Regions from separate parts of the Sus scrofa genome. Here regions 2 and 3 are each linked to region 1. A link is a contact called in public HiChIP or PLAC-seq data. All regions are on one chromosome and are shown on one strand. The core of a region is the stretch at or near the end of the contact, and the rest is flanking DNA. Distances in the headings are between cores, read along the strand shown. Region 1 has its middle 31 kb from the start of CEBPB. Region 2 has its middle 78 kb from the start of PTPN1. Region 3 overlaps LOC110257431 (a long non-coding RNA gene).

Region 1 (2,946 bases), core at 186-2,685:
TATCTGGGCTTTTTACAATAGATACAATCAACCGGCCGTAGTTTGCTAACTCATTCTCGACCTATCTCCACGCTCCACCTAGATTATTATCAGCTTCCTTAATTAAGTGGAAGGCAGAGCTCTGCAGGCAATGCCCACAGCCCCAGCACCAACGAGTCCGGCCCAGCCCTCCCATAAGCTGGGATAATAGCTACTCCCACATGGGGTGAGGCTTGTGCTACCTTCTCCATCCCAACCCCCTGTCCCAGGCTTGGGTGTGACAGGCCTGTTCAAGGCCTAGTGAGCCACAAACGCTAACCACCAAGGACTCAAACTGGCGGCCCATGGGCCGGGTCGGCCTCGAGGCGTGTTGGGTTTGGCCTGTGTTATGCTTTTGCTGAAAGTTAAAATAAGTTGCCAACACTGAAAATTTAGGATGTTGCATGCAAACATCCAGATTTCTGGCTTCCCTTGAGAAATGAAAAGATCCAGGTACTCTGGGCTTGTAAGTGCTGTGTGCTAGAGCTGAAGAATGGCTGCTCCCCCACAGACAGTATAGCTGCCCCTGACCCGTTTCACTTTTATGCCCCTGCCTGGCTCTTGTAGGCAGCTGAGCTGGCAAACCTCCCTGTAGGGTTAGGGGTCAGTTACCTATTTGCAAGATGGGATATTGAGGTTGAGAAAAACGGGTGACAACACTGGTTTGCACACTGAGCCTGGAACTCAGGTCACAATCATTTAGTTAAGTCTTTACTGAGCACCCACTATAGACCAGGCCCTGGGGACACAGACCATGAGAGATACTCTCCGTCCTTCTGGAGGTGACAATCTTCTACTCCACAGCCATAATGTCACCTGTATTGCTGGGTAACAGTCTCTGTTGGAGACAAGTCCTTTCTTGTTCCCTTGAGGTTGCTGGAAGTTGATTTCTTACAGCTCCTGGGACAGGGACAAGAAGCAGCCATCCTGAAAGGAAGCCCTTGGAAGAGTTCCCACCACAAGGCTGCTCCTACTTCCCAACCTGGGCTCTCAGAGAATGCGAGGGGTGGCCAGGGTTGGCTGACAGTGGTGGAGGGTGGGAGTGGGGGTAGGAGGGTGGAGAAGTGATCAGAGAAGCCACAGTAGTATCAGCTAGACAGAACAGGCTTTTCCATCCTGATTGAACCAAAGGTGAATGGATTAGGTTTCTCCTACTCCTCTTCAAAAGATGAGAAGTGGAGGGACAAGTCGCTGGAATACCCAGGTTCCCCACTTGCTAGTTCAGGAAATAAGCCAGTTTGGGGAAAATTGCACCTCCTCAACACAGTGCCACCCCTGGTCAGGAGGAGAAACTGCAGCCCAGCACCTCTATCCCCAGTTTCTCAGCCCTGGACCCCACTTGGGTTCCACTGACCCCAGTGCCACCAAGGCTTATTGCAGACATCCTGGCCTCCCAGAAGCCACATCTGAAGAGCATTAAGCAGCCCGCATACTCTCTGGACGGCTCCCCACTGACGCGGGGGGATGAATAACAGTCTCAGCCATCATGTGCGTTTGCTAAAAATAATCTTGACATACTTTTGCATTGGGAAACAATGTGGATTCCAAACATTCTCAAAGGGCAGAGAGGGGAAAAAAGGGAAGAATGGAAATCAAGTTTTTGAGCTTAGTAATTAATTGGCCTGTAAACAAATGACTCACGGTCTTTCCTGGCTATTTTTCTTTCCGTTTTGCGTGGAGTTTTGCAGGGATAAGGGGAAGGAGGCCAAGTGAGCCAAACTGATAGGCAAGACTGGGCTCAGATATGTTTCCCTGAGGTACAGGATGGCAACTGTCCTGAGCTGGCTAGTTGGAGAGTGAGAGGAAGAGCTTCAGGTGGAGGGAACAGCCTGTGTGGCAGGCCTGAGAACTGAAAGAGAGCTTGGCATGTTCCAGGAACAGTGAGGAGGCCATTGTGGCTTGAGTGGAGTGGACAAGGGGGTGAGTTCACAGAGGGCCACAGGCTCTGGATCACATGCAGCCCTATTGCTGTATTACGGCACGTAGACTTGATCCTGAAGACGATGGAAGCCACGGAAAGGTTTTAAGCTGAGAGGGTATATCATCTGATGCATACAGTGATGTTGTTTAAAAATAAGGTGATGAGAAAAATAAGTTCTAAATGTCTCTCTCTTGTTTGGATGCTTCTGATACTTAGATTTCCCCAATAAATAATTATCTAGTTGTTGTATTCCTTAAGGGTTCGTATAGTTAATGTCAGTCTCCTCTCCATAGAACATCAGCTCCATGATATTGGAGACTTTGTTGGTCTTGTTTACTGCTGTGTCCCCAGTGCCAAGACCAATGCTTGGCACACAGTAGGAGCCCAGTAAATGTTTGTCAAATGACTGAGCCCTCTCTGCAAGGTCAGCAGCCTCATTTCATTTGTCAGAGGAGGAACAGAGGGCAGAGAGGGCTCCACAGCCAGCCTGGGATGGTCCTGGGAAAGGCAGGTTTTATTTAGTTCAAAATAAGGAGAAGTTTTATTGCTGGAAAATCAATTCTGTAAGGGACTGAGTTCCCCAGCAATGGGGGAATTCAAATAGGGTACACATCACCAGCCCCACAATACCCCTCTTTGATTTGAGACAAACTCTGGGCTGGCTGATAGATGTCAGCCGACAATCTATGAGGCTGGCATGTTGCCATGTTCGTTGTGCAGATAGAGAAGCCGGGACCCAGAGAGGAACCGTGGCATACCCAAGGCCGCATAGTTATAAGCAGGGGAGCCCACAGTGGAATCCAGGCCTGACTATAAAGGCTTTTTCTTTTAACCCCTTTTCGGAGCCATGGACATTGATTTGAATCCCAGCTCCTCTACATAGATGCTATGTGACCTAGGGCATGTCATGTTTCTGACCTTGAGAGTCTTGCTACATTAAATGGGGATGTGGATACCTGCCTCACAGGGCTTCTGGGTGGAGTCAGGGTGGTCTGAGAGCATAACAG
Region 2 (2,946 bases), core at 272-2,771, 190 kb after region 1:
CTGGGTGACCTTCTTGTTTTCTTCTGCACTTTTCTGTGTCTCTTGTATTTAAAATTAAAAGAATAGAAAAGGCAAGAAAAAAAGACTATTTTGCCTTGTAAGCATTGTTTTGCTTAAGTCCCACAACAACTCTCTAACACTTAAATGTTTATTATCCCCATTTGACAGATGAGGAAACTGAGGTTCAGCTGGTGAAACCACTGGCCAGGGGTCACACAGCTGGATTTAACCCAGTTTTATCCAACCCCAAAGTCTGTTTTAAACCTGGATTCTCAGGTGCCCTTCAAAATGTCCTTCAAGGAAATTGCATTGCTTTTGAAAATCAGAAGGGGAGAAAACCAAACAAACCAAACAAGAAATATTACATTTTTTTCACCACTTATTCAAGCTGTGATGGGGCCTGAGACCAACTGGGCTTGGGCAGGGTTTCTCAGCAGGGGCACTGTTTGTTCTTTGGGTGGGGTGTTCCTTCATCGTGCCTGGCCATCCCCCACATGGCACGTCCCTACCCTCTCAGCACCAGCTGTGGCCCCCAGTCATGTGTCACCCAGGCCAAGGCTTCCCCTGTTGAGGACTTCTGGATGGGACCCTATGATGACAGTGAGTTCTTGCTGTGGGCCAAGCACCTCTCCCACACTGCAAGCCCCCTATCAAGTTGAGTCTCTCCCTGCACACCTGAGAGATAGGTGCCTTAATGGCCCCATTTTTCACAGATGAGGCTCAGAGAGGCTGGGTGAACTGTCCAAGGTGACACAGTCAGGACTCGGACCCAGGTCTTGTCCCCACACCATACAGTCTCCTCTTGGGGACCAGGCAGGCAGGTCCAGGAATATGACCCTCGGGTTGGGGTGATGGGGAGGGAGGGCCGGTGATCTGCAGTTCCAGGTTTCCAGGCCAGGCGGCCACCAAGCGCCACTGTCCACTCTCCGTCCGGCCAGCTGGGGCCAGGCTGGGCAAACTGAAGCCCCAGGCTGTGGGGCTGGGCGACCGGGAAAGTGTGCACTCCCTCCGCCTGCCCGGCAGCGGCCGCGGGTGGCCGTCCGCCAGGCCCCGCCTGACGTCAGGGTCTGACCAGGGACATAATGTGCTGGCGTCGGGACAAGGGCTGGAGGGAGACAGGGCCTGGAGGCGGGGCAGTCAGAGGGAGCAGGCGAAGTGGGGGAGAAAAGGAAAGAGAGAGAGGCAGACAGACAGACAGACAGAGGGCCAAACCTAGAGATGCAGAGAGGTGAAGAAGAGAAATAGAGAACCAGAAAGAAAGAAAGTGAGGGAGAGGGTGAGAGACACAGAGCAAAAAGGGGAAATTGAGGTGGAAAATGAGAGACTTGGAGATACAGACAAACATCAATAGAAAGTTGTTCAGAGAGAGTGGGGGGGGAGGGGGGAGAGAACAGAGGAGGAGGTGAGAGGCGGTGGGCCGGTGGGGTTAAGTGCAAGCTGGGGAGCCTCCAGGCCTGGGCTGGGATGTGGCTTCGCACCTGCCCACCCGACCCCCCCGCCTCCCGTGTGACTCAGCGCCTCTGATTCCTTTCCTGAGCAATGGGGCTCATAGTCACAGGCCTCGCTCCTGTGGGGAGGGGACAGAGCAAGGCTAAGGACAGTGGGAGTCCATCCACAGGAAGTGCTCTGGCAGAGCTCTGCAGGCAGTAAGTGCTCACTAAACTGCAGTGACAGTAAGAGGGGGTGGGGAGGGGAGGAAAGAGAGAAAGGGCGAGGTGAGGGCTGACCCTTGAAAAACAGCCCTCATTCCACGGCACCCCCTTCTCGGCTGCCCCTGAGCACCCCCTCTTCCATCCCTTGTATGACTCGGACACAAGGCCACTGGCACAGACCTTGGCCTGGCCTTGCCTGTCTCGGGGCCCAACCCCCTGTTTATGGGCTCAAGAAGGCCATGATCCCAGGGCCATCACGTCACCAAAGCCAAACAAGGCCAGGCCCTGCTCACTGCTGGCCTTCCAGCCTTGCTACCCCTTATCCAGCTTAATTATTAAAGAGCCCAGTGGGGCTGAGGGTCTGAGCCAGCTGCCCTCCCAGGTGTGGGCAGTTGTGACTGCATGTCCCTCAGCAATGCGGGGCCACACACTCTGGAGACCCCAGGTTACTCCTGCAAAGTGCCCTTTCCCTTGCTCCCCCTTTTCCCGGGAGCCTCCATCATCCTCCTCTTCATCCTCAGAGTGCCCATTTATTGAGCACTTACTGTGGACGAGACATGCTCCTTAATCCCCCTGACAGTCCCAAGACGGTGAGCTCTATTATTCCATTCTACAGGTGAAGAAACAGAGGCTCAGAGAGCTAGAGTCACTTGCCCAAGGCCAACTGCTAACTCGTTAAGTGGCAGAGCCAGGATTCCAACCCAGCCACCCTCTTGACCAGATAGCAGCTCCCGTTTCCTGAGAAGCTGCTGAGTGCCAGGCTCCGTGCCAGGTGCTTTACCCACATCATCTCTTTCAACCCCCAAGGTGGTAACTCTGAGGCAGCAGTTCTCAGCCAGGGGCCATTTTTGCCCCCCCCCCCCCACGGAGATTTAGGCTACATCCGGGGACATTCTGTGCTGTTACAACGGGGAAGATGTTCCTGGCATCTACTGGGTGGAGGCCAGTGATGCTGCTCAGTTCCCCTCGATGCATAGGACATCCCCGAGAATGCACAGCTGAGAATTATCCGGCACCCGATGTCAAGAGCACAGCAGCTGAGAATCCTGCTGAGGTGTGGTCTGTTGTGATCTCCGTTCTGCAGATGTAGAAACCGAGGCATAGAGTGTCACTGCAGCCCCTACCCGCTGACCCTGCTCTTCCCCATAAGACCCCACTGCCACTCCCCATGGCTCCTGCCCTTGGAGACCCCTGCCTCTGTTCCAGGCTCTCTCTGTAAGTCCTTGTTTGCCTAGTAAGAGCCATGCCTCACCCCTTTTTTACATATGAAGGCAGTGTTTTAATCACTGACTGA
Region 3 (2,946 bases), core at 228-2,727, 170 kb after region 1:
CCTAGTATGGCTACTTAATTGGCTGTGTGCCCTTGGGCAGGTGACTTACTATTGCTGAGTTGGGGTTTCCCTGTCTGGAAAGGGGTAACAAGGGAGCTCCCTCTGGCATGTTTGTGAGAGTTAAGTCAACATCACAGGTGAGGTGCCGAGCACAGCCGACAGCTCCCGATGCCAGATCTTCTAGCATCAACCCCACATCTCCGTGTCATCCAGACCAGCTCAGAGCAGGTTTAAAAATCTGTCCACTGCTACCAAGCCCTCAAGGATAAAGTCCAAACTTCTCCCTTATAGCCTGGAATAACCCATCTTACCTAATAATAATAATGTTGCTAGTACTTATAAAGCATTTGCCATGTGCCAGGCAGGATTCTAAGTGCTAACTGTATATTAAAGTCATTTAACACTCCAATAACCCTATTGTTTTCCTCAGTCTTCAGGTGGGGAAACTGAGGCCAAGGGGATAAAATCACATGGCCAGGGTTCCTTAAGAGGTGGAAGCTCAGCCAGTGTTTGAACCTACACTGTTGGGCCCTGGGCAGGGCTGTCTCCGTATATGAACAGACCAGGGAGTAGCAGGAAGGCCCAGAGCATGGCTCATGACTCAGTAATCACAGTGTCCCCTCCACCCACCACCTGTCCCCGGTGCAATCCTGGACTCAAGGCTCTGGGGGTCTCAGCTCCTGACTCACAGCTGTACCCAAGAGTGTGTTTGTTCCCCAGTTTCCAGCAGTGCCCGCTATGGGCTGGAGACTGTGTACCAGAGAAAATGCAGACCCTCCACTGCCCCTAAGAGCCTGAGAACAGGTGGATATACAACTGTCACAGCTTAGCAAGAGGCATCAGGAGCTGGGAGGTGGGGAGGCTGCCCCAAGGAGGGGCCCGAGGAAGTGTGACACTGGCCCAGAGAGAAGACTGGGCAGAGTGTTCCAAAGGAGGGAATGCTCCGGAGGACCCCGCAGAGAGGAGCCCGTGGGCTCAGGGATGGTTTGGGGTCTCATTTGGCTGGAGTGCGGTGGGAGGGCTTGACCGCTCACTGTCCTGCAGCCTTGGGCAGCCCACATCTGGGCCTCGGTGTCCTCCTCTGTAAAGTGGGAGCAATAGTAGTAGCTGCACACAAAGATCAGGGCCTGCATGGGGCTGGCTGCATGGGCGTGAATCAGTGCTGCTGCTGAGATTATTAGGAGCTGCCCAACCTGTCCACTTCTTCCCCCTGCAGTCAGCTCTTCAGATGGAGGAGGCCCTGGCACCCTCACATGCACGTTCACAGCGATGACCCGGGAGGTCAGATGTCATGCCTAGAGGCGGGTACTCCCAGCACCCTCGTCTCAGAACTCCAGAACCAGGGCCCACTGTCCCCATGTTCCCCAGCTTCCAGGAGCCACAGGCCCTGGCTTTGCCCCTCCAGATCCCTCCAGTTCTTCTGTGTGTAGCATTTGTCTTTCTCTCCTTTGACTCACTTTAACTTTCTCCACATCTTGGCCAATCCTGTTTGTGAGTCACATTTGATCTTTGAGTTTCTCTTTTTTCAAAGGCACATTAAGACAGTGAGAAGCGCTAAGCATTTTTGAGCACTTGCTATGTGCCTGGCGTTTCCATTCATTCATTCATTCCCTCATCCCATTTATTCAACAAATAGCCATGAGCACCTCCATGGGCCTTGATGTTCATCATTAAACCACCAAGCTTCCTGCCTAGTGAAGCTCATGTTGCAGGGATGAGGGAGAGGAACAGATAAATAAAACTTCCAAGTCTACAACCTGTTTTGTGTAAATACAAACTCACTAAAGCACAACAACAACCCTATGAAATAAATGTTTAGCCCCATATTCCAGTTGAGAAAACAAAGGCTCAGAGAAGGAAAGTCACTTGCCAAAAGTCACACAGCTAGGAAATGGCTAAAGTCAAGGTCAGAATTTGAACTCACACCAGTCAGACTCCAGCACTCCAGCTTTGAACCTCCGCAGGAGACTGTCCACTAAGATAAAAGCCATTGGCCCAATTTCATCAGCAGTGCATTTGGGAAGCATCACAGCATCCCAGGTTGGGGGTATTAGTGTCCGGGGGCTCAGCTCATTCCCATAAGGCAGGATGAGCACTGCCCTCCCTTCTAGTAGCCTCTAAAGGGGAAGGCCAATACACGGTCATTCTCTGGCCAGAGCCGGTGGGAACAGGACGTCCTGGTCCTCTCGCCCTGGCCAGGCCCAGTGAGCTATTTTGGGGCACGTTTATTGATGGGACACGGGTGCCCAGCTGGACTCCTGATTCAAGAGGAAGGCCGCAGAAGGGCTGAGGGTGGCTCTGCTCCTCTCCGCCCTGCACTGCAGCGGGGCAGCCATCACCCGTGGCCTGTCCACACCCCAGGCCCAGGGTGTATCCTGAGCTGGCTGGCTCCAGGAAAGGCAGGCGTCCCTCCTGGAGTGCAGAGATACTGGCGGTCATGTGGGTGACTGTTTCCTCAAACCCTGGAGCCTGATTCGATTCACAGGAGGCAGAACCCAGAAACAATACAAGAATGAGGTCAGACGCAGGTTCAAAGCCCATCTGTGTTCCTGTATGACAACTTTACCTTTGGAAAACCAAGTCAGCTCTCAGAGGCTCAGTTTCTCTGTGTTTAAAATGGAGTCAATAATAACCGTCCCTCACAGGGAGAAATGAGGCTTAAAGTAGAGAGGATGTATACCGCCCAGCCTGGCATACAGGAGTGCTCAGTAATTTATAGTAACTTTGCAAATAATGATTGACAGCTGACACTGACCGAGAGTTTGGGCACGAGCTAGGCTCTGGGCTCAATGATTGATCTGTTTTATCTCTTTTCATCCCCCAACAATTCCAGGAGGCTGGGGAGAGACACTGTTACAGGTGCCACTGTTATCCCTTTGAACAGATAAGGAAATTGAGGCTCAGGAAGATAAGACTTGCTCAAGATCACACTGCAAATATGAAGCA

Evidence for each region. HiChIP or PLAC-seq counts read pairs in DNA pulled down with a chosen protein or histone mark.
Region 2: a contact with region 1 is called in an H3K27ac HiChIP or PLAC-seq map of skeletal muscle. The contact joins two enhancer-like sites. A contact is called at or near these places in 1 of 47 Hi-C or Micro-C datasets (embryonic fibroblasts) and 2 of 2 datasets of contacts at active chromatin or transcription factors (alveolar macrophages and skeletal muscle).
Region 3: a contact with region 1 is called in an H3K27ac HiChIP or PLAC-seq map of alveolar macrophages. The contact joins two enhancer-like sites. A contact is called at or near these places in 1 of 47 Hi-C or Micro-C datasets (embryonic fibroblasts) and 2 of 2 datasets of contacts at active chromatin or transcription factors (alveolar macrophages and skeletal muscle).

Annotation. Positions count from the first base shown.
Region 1 is chr17:51,752,431-51,755,376 of Sscrofa11.1, forward strand. No RefSeq gene overlaps it. Among named protein-coding and RNA genes, the nearest start is that of CEBPB, 31 kb to the left of the region's middle. Within about 2 kb of position 1,436, at least 26 of the 83 cell types and tissues checked have an H3K27ac peak or open chromatin away from gene starts, as enhancers often do. A contact at or near this core is called in alveolar macrophages and skeletal muscle, where this site is marked.
Region 2 is chr17:51,937,955-51,940,900 of Sscrofa11.1, forward strand. No RefSeq gene overlaps it. Among named protein-coding and RNA genes, the nearest start is that of PTPN1, 78 kb to the right of the region's middle. Within about 2 kb of position 1,522, at least 31 of the 83 cell types and tissues checked have an H3K27ac peak or open chromatin away from gene starts, as enhancers often do. A contact at or near this core is called in skeletal muscle, where this site is marked.
Region 3 is chr17:51,918,439-51,921,384 of Sscrofa11.1, forward strand. All of the region lies in intron 1 of LOC110257431 (a long non-coding RNA gene), which reads left to right. Among named protein-coding and RNA genes, the nearest start is that of PTPN1, 97 kb to the right of the region's middle. Within about 2 kb of position 1,478, at least 10 of the 83 cell types and tissues checked have an H3K27ac peak or open chromatin away from gene starts, as enhancers often do. A contact at or near this core is called in alveolar macrophages and skeletal muscle, where this site is marked.